Linked DNA regions of Mus musculus: all the other regions are linked to region 4. Evidence: chromatin contacts called from public Micro-C and promoter capture Hi-C data. All regions are on one chromosome and are shown on one strand. Each heading gives the region's core, a stretch centred on a gene start, on an enhancer-like site or on the middle of the called end of the contact. The rest is flanking DNA. Distances are from core to core; before and after follow the strand shown.

Region 1 (3,772 bases), core at 83-2,582, 1.1 Mb before region 4:
AGCCCCGGATTTCATCTCCGGCACCACGTAAACTGGGTACAGTACTGTGCCTGTAATTCTAGCACATAGGAAGTGGAGGCAGGAGGGACAGGAATTCAAGTCTAGCCTAGGATACATGAGACCCTGGGTCAAAAAATCAATAAAGTAGAATAAATACTAAAATCAAGAAGAAAGAGCAGAGCTTAGGGATAGGACTGGCTTCTCACCCCAGCTGGAAGACATCCTCCAGCAGGATACAGGCAAAGCCATTCCGCTGATGATAGCTGTAGATGTGGCAAGTTTGTCAAGAAATTTGCCTAAGCCTACGGACTCTTCCCGTAGAAACTTCCCCCACTCTTCCCTGCTCCACAGTCCCCCCACCATGCCCCTCTGCATGCTGGGCACAAAGGATATCTTGGTGAAAAAACTGTCCAGGTTCTGGATGTGATGCCAGGAACCTGGGCACAGAGAAACAGTGTCAAGACTTGGCATTGTCCCATTTGTGATTAATTTCTCTATCAAACCCAAACCTGCCTCGACCCCCTAACCCACCCAACCTTCCATATACCCACACACTCACCGCGGAGTCCTTCGGGTACATGAAGCAAGGGTTGGTGGTCCTCCCCATGGATAGGGGAGTCTTGAGACCCCTCAGGGTCACAGTCCTCTAGCCGTTCATAGTCCTGCTCAGGGATCAGAGGGCCCATCCGCAGCCCAGGATGGTCCTGGGGGCGCGGGCAGGAGGGAGGGGGAGTGGCCGAGGCCAGGGGTGGGGTGGAGTGGGACCCCCACGAGGGGGAAGCAGAGGTGTGTATCATTGTGGGATGGGCCTGCGTTGAGGGTGTGGTCGGGGTGGGTAAGACATTGTGTGGAGTCTGAGAAGCCCCTGCCTCCTGAATCACCAGGCAGGGAGACCCTGAGGCCGGAGGGAACACTGAAGAGGAGCAGCTTCTTGTGCGAGGGGCAGGGGACAGAGAGAAGACAGAGATCCTCCTTCCCCCAGTTCCCCGGCATGGAGAAGCAGGCAGTGGCAGTGCCATAGGGAGCAGAGGCACTGAGCTGGGCCCCAAGTCTCCCCACCGCCCCCGTTGCCTCCTGCTCCCCCCCCACCCCGTTCGTCTCACCATCAGGCCGCAGCTTCTCTTGAGAGGTTGAAGGGACTGGACTGCTGTTGTTTCCACAGAGGTCAGTGAAGCTGAGCGGAGACTTCAACAAGGAGCAGGACAACAACAGCACTAGGTGACTCAGGCTGGGCAGGCCTCAGGCATGCCAACCCTCAGCCACCTGTGTGATCACTCACACTCCTTGCAAGGCAACCTGGGGCCCAAGCCCCATGCCTGGGACGGACACCAGTTTAGGAGGCAGGGGCTCAAGAGCTATTGGGATTAGAAGAGACACCTATGATCTCTGCTTTCAGTCCTCAAGGGCACAAGTGGCAAAGACAGGGCAGCTGCAACAAAAATAATATGCACAGAGAGCAAAATCCTATCAGAGGGCTCTAGCATGTGCAGACAAAATAGTGAAGCTCTCGTTCCTACAATTGCACTCCCATCCCTTCACACCTGTGGGCACCAGTCAGTAGAGAATGATTTAAGGCCACATGCCCAAACAGGAGGTGCATTCAGATTTCCCAGCACTTAGGAGGAGACAGAGTAGCGGGATCAGGAGACTGAAGCTGTTCTGGGCAACATCTGACCCTATCTTAAAAAAAAAAAAAAAAAAAAAAAGCTGTATATTTTCTTTCTCTGAATGAAAGAGGGCAGACTTTGTGGTTAGCCAGGAGAAAACAAGGAGTAAAAGGAAGGAGTGCTAGCCATCCTAGATTGGAGCTTAAGGAAAAAAGGCTGGTTCCTTGAGAGTTCCACTGTATCTTCCTTATCCTCTTGAACCCTGATGTACTCTCCTCCAGTCCTGACCTGGTGTCGGGGCCTCCTGAGACACGTCAGCGCAGGAAGGCAGGGGCCTTGAGAGGATAATTTGGGTGTGTGGGGATGGACTGGCTCAGTTGAGTTCTTTGTTGTTGCCTCACCCGGGAGGAGGAGGCCCAGGTGGCTGGTCTGATGGCTTGCCCAACGCCATTCCCAAGGCCATGAGTCACCAACTGCCCTACTGAAGCCCATGCCTGAGATATTGACTTATGGAGCAGGTGTCAGGGCCTCCAGCGATCAAGCCAGTATCTCAGAGGCGGAGAGGAAAACTGTGCTTCCTAGAGCATTTCCTGGAGGAGCGTGGAGGACATCCATGGAACATCCCACAGGTTTATCCCAGACTGCCTGATTTTCTTATATAACAAGAGTTCATGACTCCCATACTTTTGTGTCTAGGTAAGGTGCAAAGCTATGCTTTGTGGCAAAATGGAATCCCAAGGAAGTGGGCGTGGGGGGGTACCCCGGTGGCAGGAAATTCCCATGATCTTTCTGAGACCTCTAGAGAGAGAGAGGTTAAGTGTGGCTTTAGCTGGTACCTCCCTCTGACATTACTCACATATAGTATATACTTGCTTAAGACTACCTCTACACACATCCTTATCTCCTCAGCCCCAAACTCAAGCAAATTCTGGCTCATTGCTCTGTCTAGTTTCACTCTGCTCATTCCAGAGCATGACTTTGCGACCCTCAGCTCAAGAAAAATTGAGTCCCGGAAGCACCACCAATAAATGACAATGATACTAGTAACATAACAATGTTCAAATGTCCAGATGGATTACCAGAGAGTAAATGTGAGCTAGAAACAGCACCCCCTGGTGGACAGTGGACAATAGCGTGCCTTTCTCGCGTGGAGGGGAACGGGTATGAGTCAGAGCCACTCCCACCAAGAAACCACAGCCCAGTGGAGGAGTTAAAACAAAAATAATAATTACACAGAAGGCATAGTGACTCAAGCCTCTAATCCCAACACTGGGAAGGAAGGATGGTGAGTTCAAGACAAGCCTGGGCTATAAAGAGAGTCTCAGGCTAGTCAGAGCTATGTAGCAGGTCTTGGGGGTACTTTGGGAGACAATTATAGCAAGAATAAGCTTAGCCCAACTGCTGCAAGAGCTATTCACTTTTGAGCTGGAACCTTAGGCCAGTGATTCAGACCCAAATGAAGAAGGAACCTAAAGGTTAGCTCTTAGGTTGCACTTTGATTAACTTCATGACCTACATACTAATAATTCACGATAACTGTGAGTAGCAGGATCACATAGGGAGATTAGAGACTCAAGTGGTGGCACGTTACGTGCATGTATGTTTTTGTTTGGTTTGGGTTGAGGGGTGTGTGTGTGTGTGTGTGTGTGTGTGTGTCTGTGTGTAGTTTTTTTTTTTAACTCTCAGGTCTGTTTTCACATATTCCTTCTCACGAAACCACCACTTCCTGTGATGCCAGGGAGCATAGAGATTGTCTGGAACAACTCTAGAGAAAGGGCTCAAGGTCAGAAGCGCCAGGACGTCCTCTAATGTGAGAATGAACGTCGCACAACCTCTGACCCGCACCTGACTTCAGGCCACTGAGCAAATAGCTAGAGCTGCTTCTGCTCGGTCCCGCCTACAGCCAACATTTTATCCAATCACAGCTTGCAGCAAGACTGATGTGTCTTTTCTCCAATCATCGCTGAGAATGGGAAGGGGTTGTCGGGATGGGGCCATAGCGAACATGGAACCCTCGGTAGGATAAGTGTGAGATTGCCGTTGCTGGCTGCCCCTATCTTATTGCCTCAACATGTTGGTGCACTTATTTCGGTTCGGAATCCGGGGTGGCCCAGTTCCAGGATGGTCGCTACAATCCCTGCGCTTCCAGACGTTCTCTGCCGCCA
Region 2 (3,340 bases), core at 723-3,222, 1.1 Mb before region 4:
AGTCTTCAGGCTGCAGCCCTGCACAGTCCTGCAAACCCCAGGCAGCTGGCTACAGCAGGGCTCCCTGCAGCAAGGCCAGCCTACCAGGTTCCAGCCTCCCAACTTCTGCCCTCCAAGAAGTTACTTTTGAGCGTTGGGTCATCTTTAGGTCAGTTCCCAAGGCCTTTTGGAACTCCCAAGCAAGCATCAACCCCAGGTCCGAGTTTCTTGTCCTATGAAAAGGCCTTCTAACTCTGTCTCCACTCCTACTGAGCCTAAGGTGTCCAGAGTACCCACCACCCACAGGAGAAAAGTGAGCCCCCCCCCCCCAGACTAGGAGAAGAGAACAAAGTTCCTTTGAAGGCAAGTCCCACTCTACCCCACCACTTGACTGAAGGCCTAAAATACAGATCCTGGCGAGACCTCACAAGCCCTGTAGTTTATCACCTTGTTCACAAATGTGGAAACTGAGGCTTTGAGTAGGAAGAGTCACTCAAGGTCATCTGGCAGTCAGTGGCAGAGGCGGGGCCAGAAGCCAAGCCTCTAGGACCCAGTCCAAGATCTTCTCAGATTCTGCCCCTGCCTACCTAACTGGTAGGAAAAGAAAGCCCGAGCAAGGGCCTGCCCCCTGCCCTTAGGCCTGCACCACCTCTTCGGGATCATCCTGTTCTCTGTCTAGGGACAATGCTGCCCATCCAACTGAGCCCTCCCTCCCAACACAGTAAAGCACACATTGTCCTGTGTGCACAGGGTCACAGGCAAGGAATGTCACCCTCCTGCTCCAGGGGCCCTTTGCAGTCACACACTCTGTGGCACATGCAGCCTTGAGGACAGGCACACCAACACCAAACATTCACCTAGCCTAGGACACATTTCTGGAAGTCTCCCTTGCCAGGTCCGAATAAGGGGAGTTGTAGTCACCCAAACCCAAAGGGGCTTGGGGTACCATCCCCAGCAGGAAAGTCCACCACACTGGAACTCCATGGCCAGCCTGTTCGCCCCAAAGCCAGCTTCAGGTGTGCAGCAGCCTCTCAGCACAGGGCCCACAATCTTGGGGACTTGCCGGAGACGCCTCTCCACGGCCCATGCAGACTCGAATTCATTAGTGACACAGGGATTTGACCATATACTTGTCACACACTCAAGAGCAGATTTGGTCACTAATCCTACACCTCTAGTTTTAGTCTGTCACATACAACACAGCCAAGACTGGAACGCGCAGTGTACTTTTAGGGACCAACAGCTTAGGTCATAAACAGTCTTAGGACAGCACACACACACAATCTCATCAACTCTGGACATTTAGAGTTGGAAACACCTACACATCTCATCCCACCTCCCTTTCCTGCACATTCCTGGTGTCATACTCACTCTCCGACCCCTAGCTGCAACACTAGGCCCCTTGGTCCTATGCCAGTGGTCCCTGGCACCAAGCCTTGTCCCCTTGGCTCCTGGCGTAAGTCTCAGGGCCCACCAGCCCCTACTGACTCACATTTTTGCACTGCACACGGCCCGGGCACGCCCCCCCAGCCACACTCAGCAGAACTGGACCCACCCCCCCAGACCCCCTCCCCGCCTTGCCCCCTCCCCCACTCACTCTGGCCCTCAAACTTGCGGATGATGGTGTCGAGGAAGGTGTTCTGCGGCGCGACGTGGCCCCTCCGCACCGGCATCCTGAGCCCATGGGCGGGCCGGGCGGGCCCCCACCCACCCTGGCCCGGCCCGGCCCAGCACTAGGCTTCGGGTGGCCTGGCCGGGCCGTGGTCTCCGCACCCCGCGGCCAAGCTGAGTGCGGGCGGGGCCGGAACTGGACCGAGGGCGCGGGATTCCCGCTCTGCTTAGTGGCTGCCGGCTCCGGACCCTGGGCCGGGCCTGAAGCTGCTGGAGCTGCGGCGCCGGCACACCTGTCTGTCGACCCGGGCTGGTGGTGCCACGGGCCCGGCTGCACCTCGTCCCCGCGCCGCGCTCCGCCCGCTCCAGCGCCGGGCTCCCGGCTCACGCCTGCCCGCCGCCGCCGCGCCGACAGCCGCTCCAGCGCCCGCGGCTCGGGCAGCGCCTGCGGCTTGGTCCGGCGGCTGAAGGGTTAATGCGGCGCGCGCCCCTCCGGCTCCGGCCCCCGCCTCCCGGCCCCCTCCTGTCGCCGCGCGCCGGCAGCACCGCCCTCTCCCCGCCACCCCGAGCGCCCGCCCTTCTTATTGGCTGAGCCGCGCCGAGCGCTCCCGGAGTCCCAACCCCTCGCTCCGCTACCGCGCCCCCGGGACTCGCGCTCCGCCGAGAGGGGGAAGGGACCTTTAAGTAGGGGAACGGTGAGGACAGGTGCGATGGTCGGTTTGGAGGTGACCAGGGAGAAGGGCATATCGCCCCCTCCCAGACTCAGGACTGAGAAACCCGATTTGATGGGGACAGGACCAACCCTTTATCTCCTGCTTCCCTGCTGCGCCTAGGGCAGGCTGAGTACCCACAGCTCGATGTCGGAATGTGCTGTGGGTGACGGGGTTGAGTGAGGCCTAGGCTCTGAGATGAGCCGCCCTAGGACCAGGGGACAGCCAGAAAATGGGAAGAACAGGGAATGTGGAAGCTGTAAAATTTTGAGACAAGGGTGGGTGAGCCGTAAGAGAGGCACGCCTCCCCTGTCTCCAGGGAGTTATAACCTCTCGGTGGTTATTCGAATCTCTCCATGGATGACACGTACAAAGAGACCGACAGCAGTTGCGGCCTTTTAGCTGTAAGAGCAAAGCGAGGCCCTTCCTTGAGTGCGAGGTCCCAGCCAGGGGATCCCCGTGAGCTAGAGGCCTTCCCTCCCTCTGCTGAAGGAACCTCATAGGCCCAATAGGAGGGCTTGGGGCCCCCCGAGGCGGCCCGGGCGGCCCAGCCCCCTCGGAAAACCCTGGCCTTGCCTTGGGCCCCTCCCCCTGCCAGCTGGCTCGCTCCAGCAGCAGCTCCCTTATTTAGGCAAAGAGGTCTGAGGATGCTCAAGGGCAGGCAGGGTGTCCACCAGCCGCCTGCCCACTGCCTGCCCACCGCCTGTTGGGGCCTGAGTAGGGGGCTTCGGGCGGCTGAGGTGTCCTTGATTTGAGCAGCTCAGCGACGCCTGGGGCAGGGCAAGGCCGAGAGGCGAGTGTTGACAGCTGAGCAGGCCTGCTGTGGGGAGGAGCCAGGCAGCTGGAGTTGAGGCGGCCTTGAATCCCCTCCCCTGCCTGCAACCCGGATCAGAGGCCTGTCTAGATGGATGGGGCCATGTGGGGGTTCCTGAGGGCTTGCAGCTGCCTCTGTCCTTGCAGCAAGGGGCTGGGTCTTGTCACCAGCGGGAACCTTCATTGGATGGGGGAGAGGGGGCGACGGACGGCGCAAGAAAGGTCGC
Region 3 (3,274 bases), core at 142-2,641, 1.1 Mb before region 4:
GGCAATCACATAAATAACGTTCACCAAGGCAAGTAGTCCTTGGTAGGCAGAAACAGGGTTCCCCTGGTACCCCAGCGCCCCAACCTGGCAGTCAAAGAGTGCTGATATTTATATAGGCATACCCAGGTGCCACAAATCCCTAGACATCTTTCCTCTCACCTTCACAATCTCAGGGTCCAGGTCACCATTGCAGCTGTCGAAATATTTCTTCAGGTCCTAAATAGAGGTTGCAGTGAGGAGAAGAGGACCGAGTTCAACCTTAGTCTGGACTCCTATACCCTCCCATGATAAATATGCCCCGCCCCCCCCCAAGCCCCTCTTTCACCTGATCACAGAACTCAAAAACCAGTGTCAGCTTCTTGTCACTATGCAGGACATCATGAAGCCTAGGGAAAATGAAAGGCTTAGCCACATCTCCAAGTTGGCCTCTAACATCCCAATACCAGCCCAGTCTAATAAGGAGGTTCTATCCTACCTGACAATGTTTTTGTGCTTCAGTTCTTTGAGTAGACAGATCTCCCGGAGGGCTGAACTTGGCACACCCTACAACATGCAAGGGGGTAATAGTTACACGAAACCCAAGACAGACTTTAGACCCCCCCTCCCTCCCAGGCCCTAGGCCTACCTCATCGTCATCATCCAGCCTGACACGCTTCAGAGCCACAATCTCATGAGTTTCCCGGTTTTTAGCCTTGAACACAGTTCCATAGGTGCCTAGAGGAAGGTTGGGGGTGAGGGAGAGGATCCTTCTCAATATCTTAGTGTGTAAGGGTAAGTTCTCAGGGCAAAGGCCAGATGTGGAGTAGTTTTGTGAGTGAGGATGCCAAGGAGAAGGTGCCTAAAATAACTCAAGGCTTCAGCTGCAGGGAGAATCTGCCATAAACTCCCGGGTCGGGGGTAGGGTCGGGGGGTATCGAGGAGTCACCTAGGGGAGGAACGAAGGCCTGCAAAAATGTTAAGGTTGGAGGTTCTGCAATGAATTGAAGCAGGAATCCCAGGTGAGGTTTGCAAGTGATGCTGGGGCTAGGGACGAGAAATGCAGGAAGTGCCGCGGTTAGGAAGGCTGGTCCACAGAGATTGCTAAGGCTAAGAGCAAGAGTTTGCCGCAGATGCTAACACAGGGTTCGTTTCTGCACTGGGTGAGGGACTCAGCGGCCAGGGCTTTTGGCTAGTGCTGAGGTCGGAGCCTGCCGGTATAGCTGACGGTAAGGGAGCTGGGACTGCAAGTAGGGTCTTCAGAAAAAGACCTTGCAGGAACATCTCGTGGTTCCATTACCTTCCCCAATCTTCTCCAGTTTCTCGTATTTCTGCATTGCAGCGGCCGCGGGGACCCCTGCGGGCCCTCGGTTCTAAGACTCCCGGCCCTGGCGTTGCAGAGGAGGTGGTACTCACAGCTCCAGCCCCGCCCACCTGCTCACCACGCACTGGCATCTGGGACTTGTAGTCCCGGGGAAGCCATAGTTCCCAAGAATGCCTGTGGCGGAGGACACGCGGACTACAAAGTCCAACAGGCTGCGCTCGGGCTCTCTGCAGCGATCAACTCCAGGGACTCGTTTCCATCGCGGAGGCAAACCTTAAACTTCAACTCCCAGGAAGCATCGCGTGTCGGGCGTCTCCGCCAAGGCGCGGAGGCTCCCAGTGTGCCCCGCTCTTGTTATTATTCCTTTTCTGTGCTCACAGCCTTCCAGAAAAGGGCCTCTCCGGGACTACGCGTTCCAGAATACAGTGAGGGTGGGGGTGGGGTGCTCTCTGCTTGAAGTTTGCGTTTGACGGCCTAGATCCCGAGCGCTGTTGGCCCGGCTCTGACCTGGTTGGGTGTTTTGAGTCACCAGCGACCTCCTGACAGCTTCAGCACTAGTTTTCACCTCTCCTAGGCCACCTGGTGACCCCAGGACTGATTGGGGAATGATTCTGAGCGATGTCTTACTGCTGATGACCTCACAGGGACCAGCTGACCACAGGGCTGGGCAGCGAGACAGGTGTGCCCCGTTAGAGTCTGGATTTGAGTGGAAGGACACACGCCAGAGTCCCCTCTTTCTGCTGGGCCCATTTTATCGTCTCGAAACCCACCGGACTCCAGCGGCTCCACTTTGACATGCCGAGGCCAGCTGACTGGAGCCTGGGTGTCCCCCAGATCCCAGTCTTCAGAGCAGGCCCACTGGAGTCAGCCAGGGTGTGGCCCACGAAGACTGGCAGGTCAGTTACTTCCCTCAACAGACAAGACCACAGACAGTTGCTACACTTGGAGCAAGCAGCCTTTACCTCATCCTATAAAGGAGTTGATTATAGATTTTCTTGCACTACTCTCTAATTGTCTCATGATTGCATTCTTGAGGGCTGTGAACCGGGCGAAAATGGCCCCAAACAGCATTCCTCAGCGCGGAACCAGAGTAGGCGCTAACCGTTTGTCAATTAACTCACTTAAATCTGAGTGCTTTTGCATAAACAATATTGTGATTTACCCACGTGGCAGACTGAAGACGCATAAAGTGTATTCTTTATCTGAAATAATTGATAACTTAGTTGAGAAAACATGATGACACGCAAGGGTCTTTCAAATAGAGGTGTCAGCTATGAATAGGTTTCCATTTAGCCCGGAGGTAGTTCTAGCGAAAGGGAGGAATCTTCAACAAGTTGTCTTGTTTTCCATCAGTTCAGGGTCTTGGCCACCCAACCCCACCCACTCATTACTCCACATTCGCCTGCCACCCGTTCTCTCAAGCAGACACCGGGGCTTTCTTGGTGTTTCAGTGGTGTTATTTGGGCGGGGGCTCTGCAGAACCTTAACGTCAAAAAATCTGTAGTTCGACTCCCTGCATCTCAATTTCCTGGCCTACTCCACGCCCTCGATCCCCAACGTAAAGCTGGCTTCTTTCCTCACAGAGGTGGCTCACTAAAGCTAAGAGAAGGCGAGCCCGGAGCTTCGCCGCGGGTGGCGGGGGGGGGGGAACAGCCGGAAGGCCGCGCCGGCGGTGTCGGCGGTGTCGGGCTGTGCCTGGGAGCGCGCCCCCGCCGCGGAGGCTCAGCGTCCGCTTTCCGCCTCTCAGCTAGCCGCGCCGGGGGCGCGCACGGCGCGCTGCGGGGGGCGCGCACGCTGGAGGCTGGCCTGCCCGCAGCGCGGGGGAAAGTTGAGTTGGGAGAAGTTGGGAGCGGCGGGGGCGCGCCCCGGGGTGGGCACCGGGAAATCGTCGGGAGCGCGCGAGGGTTCCGGAGGATCAGGGGAGACCCGGAGACCCCCGGGACACGAAATCTAGAGCTAGCGGGTAAGCAGTTA
Region 4 (3,353 bases), core at 173-2,672:
GCTATGGCTCAGTTAACACTATTTTTGCTGCAACCACCAGACACAACAAATGAATGCACGTAAACCAAACAAACAGCCTATCCATAAATGTGCTGACTTCTTCCTGCAAGTCCCAGCGCACCCTTCCACCGCCAACAGTTCAATGAGAATATCATACAATGAAATGAGTAAGCAACACACGCCATTCTGCAACTTTGAAAGACGGTCACCAATCTTCCGCAGCACCCCGAAGAGCCACTATTGCTGATCAACTAACTCATTGGCACTAAAACGGTTTCCTTAATTTTCAAGCCAAGTTGCCGAATAACCACTTTTTAAGACAACACTTCTTGCCCAGTTCATCCACCCGGCACAGTCCTCACGGACGCTCAAAAACAATCGAAAGCCATTGCCTGCCCAGCTGGAGTTGAAGTTACTCGTCCAGCGACGTTTAAAGCTGTCTCCCCTAAACAAAGTGCTCTGGGCCGTCAGCGCCGCGGAACCCGGCCGCGTTCCCGAAACTCCGACTCGCCCGCTTACACCTGGGCCCGTGCGATCCCGAGCGCCGGCTGCGGAGCCGGGCGGTGCGGTTCGGGGCGGTGGGGGATGGGGAGGACAGGCTCGAATGGCTTCCTAATGTATCATTAAGAAGCAAAAGCACCGGTCTGGGAGCAAGAAAAGTTAAAGGAGCCGCGAGCTGACAAAGAGCGCCGGCCGCCGCACCCGGACCACCCGGCCGCGGCGTTTGACAGCTCCGTCCCTGGCGCCCACAGCTTTGTGGCTCCGAGAGGCCGGGCCGGCAGCAAGCTGGGCGTGCTCGGCGGGGCGTGTGCGGACGCCGGGCTAGGCCCTGGGGAAGCCGCCGGGCGGTTCTCCCAGAAGCGAGGCCGAACTCCAAAGTAAAGTGCGCGGCGCGGCCGGCGGGACCTGCGCGGGCGCCGCCGAACCGGGCCGCGCCTGGGCCGCCCCGCCCCCACCGGGCCGGGGGCCTGACAGCTCCGGGCCGCGCCGCCGCTGGCCGCCCGCCTGGCTCCCTCGCGCTCAACTTACTTCTTTCTGGCTCTCTGGAAAGGGGAAGCGCCATCTTTGCGAGGCCGGCCCCGAGGTCTTTTGTCTGCGGCTGCGGGGCTCGGGGCCGGGGCTCCGGGCTCCTCGGGGGGTGCTGGCGGCGGCTGCTGCTGCTCCGCGCTCCGGTCCTCCTCCGACGACATCCTAGTCACCAGGAAAGACACATGGATCCCCGTCCTCCTCCTGGGGGGCTCCTCCCGCCGCAGCGGCCGCAGCCGCCGCCGCTGCTGCTGCTCGAGTTGCTCCTCCCCGGCTCAGCCTCTCGCATTTCCCGCAGCCCCGGGAGCAGCAGCAGCAGCAGCAGGTACCGGGAGAGGCGGCAACATGGAGCTAGCAGGACACGCACTCACACACATCGGCGCGGGCGCGCGCACTCGGCGCGCAGGGGCCGGCGGGGGGCGGCGGGCAAGCGGGCGGGGCGGGCGGGGCCGGCCGCGCGGGGCGGGGCGCCGCGGCCAAGGCTGGGGCCGGCGGGGCCGGGCCGGAGGGCGGCGCCGAGCGGGGCGGGGCGGGGCGCGACGCGAGGGGCGCGGGCCGGGGGCGGCCGCAGGGGTCTCCGCCCGGCCCCTCCCCCAGGCCGCCCGCGGCGGGAGGAGAAAGGGCCGCGGAGGGGGGCGGCGGGCCGGGCCGGGCCGGGGCGGGGCCAGCCACCCCTCCCCCGCGCCGTCAGCCCGTCAGGCCCACGCCGCGGCGAAGTTTTGACAGCTGCTCCAGTTGTTGTGGTGGGTTCCGGGGTGGTGCGAGCGCCGGCCCCTCGGTCGCGCGCTGGCGATCGCTCCCTCACACACTGCTCGCTCACGGCGTTCCCTGTGGCTAGCTCCCTCACGCTCGGTTCAACGCACGGCTAGCTCTCGCTCTTCCCTATCGTTTGCCCGCTCTCCGGCCGGCGCTTTGCTGCCTCACGCTCAGGATCGCTCCCTCACGCTAGCTTTCGGCCCCATCAAGCTTGGCTCCCTCACGCTGGGATCCCTCTCGCTCGCTCGCGAACGCTCCCCCACGCCCGCTCTCTCTCTGGGGGCAGCAAAGGAGGAAGTTTTGCGGCTGTGCGTTCACCACACAAACAACACACGCACACGGCAGTGGCCGTCGCGCGAGGCCTGCACCCGGGTCCCCCGGGGCGACCCGCACCACAGACCTCTCAAACTCGCCGCCGGCTCGCCCACACACAGGCGCCTCCCGCCCCCGCCCCCAGCGCGCTGCTGCCACTCACGGGGCTGAGTCCGCGCATGCGCCCCGCGCTACCCGGCCGCCGCCGCTGACCTCACCGCCCCTCCCCCGCCCGCTCTGACGCGGCGGTGGCTGCAACTCGGGCTCTGGCGGGCGCTAAGCTGCGGACCGGGCATCCGGGATCAGGGTCCAGCCCGGCCGGAGGAGGGGGGAGGGATCGATGTAAACACTCCGGAGCGTGCACCCGCGTGCGGTGCGCGCACGTGCGTCCGCGACCCCCTGCGGGCGTGGGCCGCTCCAGGCCTGGCGGAGTCCCACGTAGGCTTCCCTAGTGCGGCGCAACCGTGGCAGGACAACGTTAGATCCTAACTCCAGCTGTAGTTTCTCCGTCCGACGTCATGTTTTAAACACCGTGAGACCGGAGGCTGCCGTACAAAAAACCAAGCGGACAGGTTGAGTGGGAAAAAAATGTCTCTACACCGAGAGAAATGCATCAGCGTGAACGTTGTGTGTGCTCAAGATTTAAAAATGGAAATACTGCTAAGCTGTTTCCCATTAAAAAAAAAAAAACGATTCGTTAAAAATGGGGCCAGAATTGCCCAGGACGCCGCGTTTCGTTTGCACTATGGATTGCCTTGTAGGAGTGAGAAATAGTAGAGATGGGAAAACGGATCTGTGGAGCGGCGTGGAAGGCTTAGAGTAGCCTGTCAGGCGCTGAGCTGCTCGGAGCCTGGAATCCGAGCGCACTTTGCGATCAGTTCTTTCCATTCTCAACAGTTTCAATGCTGGGCAAAAAGAATACACTTGTTTCTAGAGGTCCTGTTCACCTTCCTGCCACCCAATAGCCAGGCTATTAACATTGAACTGGGCTTCGCATCTGGATCAAACTTTGATCGTCTAGTGCATATTATAGCTGTAATCATTTGTTTGTTTGTTTATTTGCAGTGGCTAAAGTTGAATCGTTGAATCATTTGAATTGATTGCAAGTTTAATCCCTTGCAGGCCTTTTCAGCTTTATTATATGTACAGTCAAAGGAAGCTTGGAGCAGGGAAGAAAGCTGCCATATGAAAGGTAAGCTACAAATTAAAAGGAGAGAGGAAATTGGGGTTTCTAGACAAATTAAATTACTTGTCGTTGT

What was found. Hi-C and Micro-C count contacts between places; a contact is called where the count stands out from the background. Capture Hi-C pulls out chosen DNA fragments and counts their contacts.
Region 1: a contact with region 4 is called in a promoter capture Hi-C map of liver, with 4 times the contacts expected there. The contact joins the promoter of Atg9b here to the promoter of Kmt2c in region 4. A contact is called at or near these places in 3 of 39 promoter capture datasets (the C10 cell line and pre-B cells) and 2 of 9 other capture datasets (adipose tissue and liver).
Region 2: a contact with region 4 is called in a Micro-C map of embryonic stem cells, with 3 times the contacts expected there. The contact joins the promoter of Kcnh2 here to the promoter of Kmt2c in region 4. A contact is called at or near these places in 1 of 484 Hi-C or Micro-C datasets (embryonic stem cells) and 1 of 115 datasets of contacts at active chromatin or transcription factors (microglia).
Region 3: a promoter capture Hi-C map of liver shows a contact between it and region 4, with 4 times the contacts expected there. The contact joins the promoter of Cdk5 here to the promoter of Kmt2c in region 4. A contact is called at or near these places in 1 of 39 promoter capture datasets (erythroid cells) and 1 of 9 other capture datasets (liver).

What each region holds. Positions count from the first base shown.
Region 1 is chr5:24,390,811-24,394,582 of GRCm38.p6, forward strand. It overlaps Atg9b (autophagy related 9B), which reads right to left and starts at 1,333. Exons shown (of 14, transcript NM_001002897.3): 1 at 560-1,333; 2 at 394-437; 3 at 207-271. The coding sequence starts at 1,106. Abcb8 (ATP-binding cassette, sub-family B (MDR/TAP), member 8) reads left to right here and starts at 3,346. Exons shown (of 16, transcript NM_029020.3): 1 at 3,346-3,772. The coding sequence starts at 3,679.
Region 2 is chr5:24,349,632-24,352,971 of GRCm38.p6, forward strand. Kcnh2 (potassium voltage-gated channel, subfamily H (eag-related), member 2) reads right to left here and starts at 1,973. Exons shown (of 15, transcript NM_013569.2): 1 at 1,577-1,973. The coding sequence starts at 1,652.
Region 3 is chr5:24,422,173-24,425,446 of GRCm38.p6, forward strand. It overlaps Cdk5 (cyclin-dependent kinase 5), which reads right to left and starts at 1,392. Exons shown (of 12, transcript NM_007668.4): 1 at 1,277-1,392; 2 at 626-714; 3 at 476-543; 4 at 326-386; 5 at 160-216. The coding sequence starts at 1,313. Slc4a2 (solute carrier family 4 (anion exchanger), member 2) reads left to right here and starts at 3,060. Exons shown (of 23, transcript NM_009207.3): 1 at 3,060-3,263.
Region 4 is chr5:25,497,361-25,500,713 of GRCm38.p6, forward strand. Kmt2c (lysine (K)-specific methyltransferase 2C) reads right to left here and starts at 1,423. Exons shown (of 59, transcript NM_001081383.2): 1 at 1,030-1,423. The coding sequence starts at 1,190. 4831440E17Rik (RIKEN cDNA 4831440E17 gene) reads left to right here and starts at 2,437. Exons shown (of 1, transcript NR_030700.1): 1 at 2,437-3,353.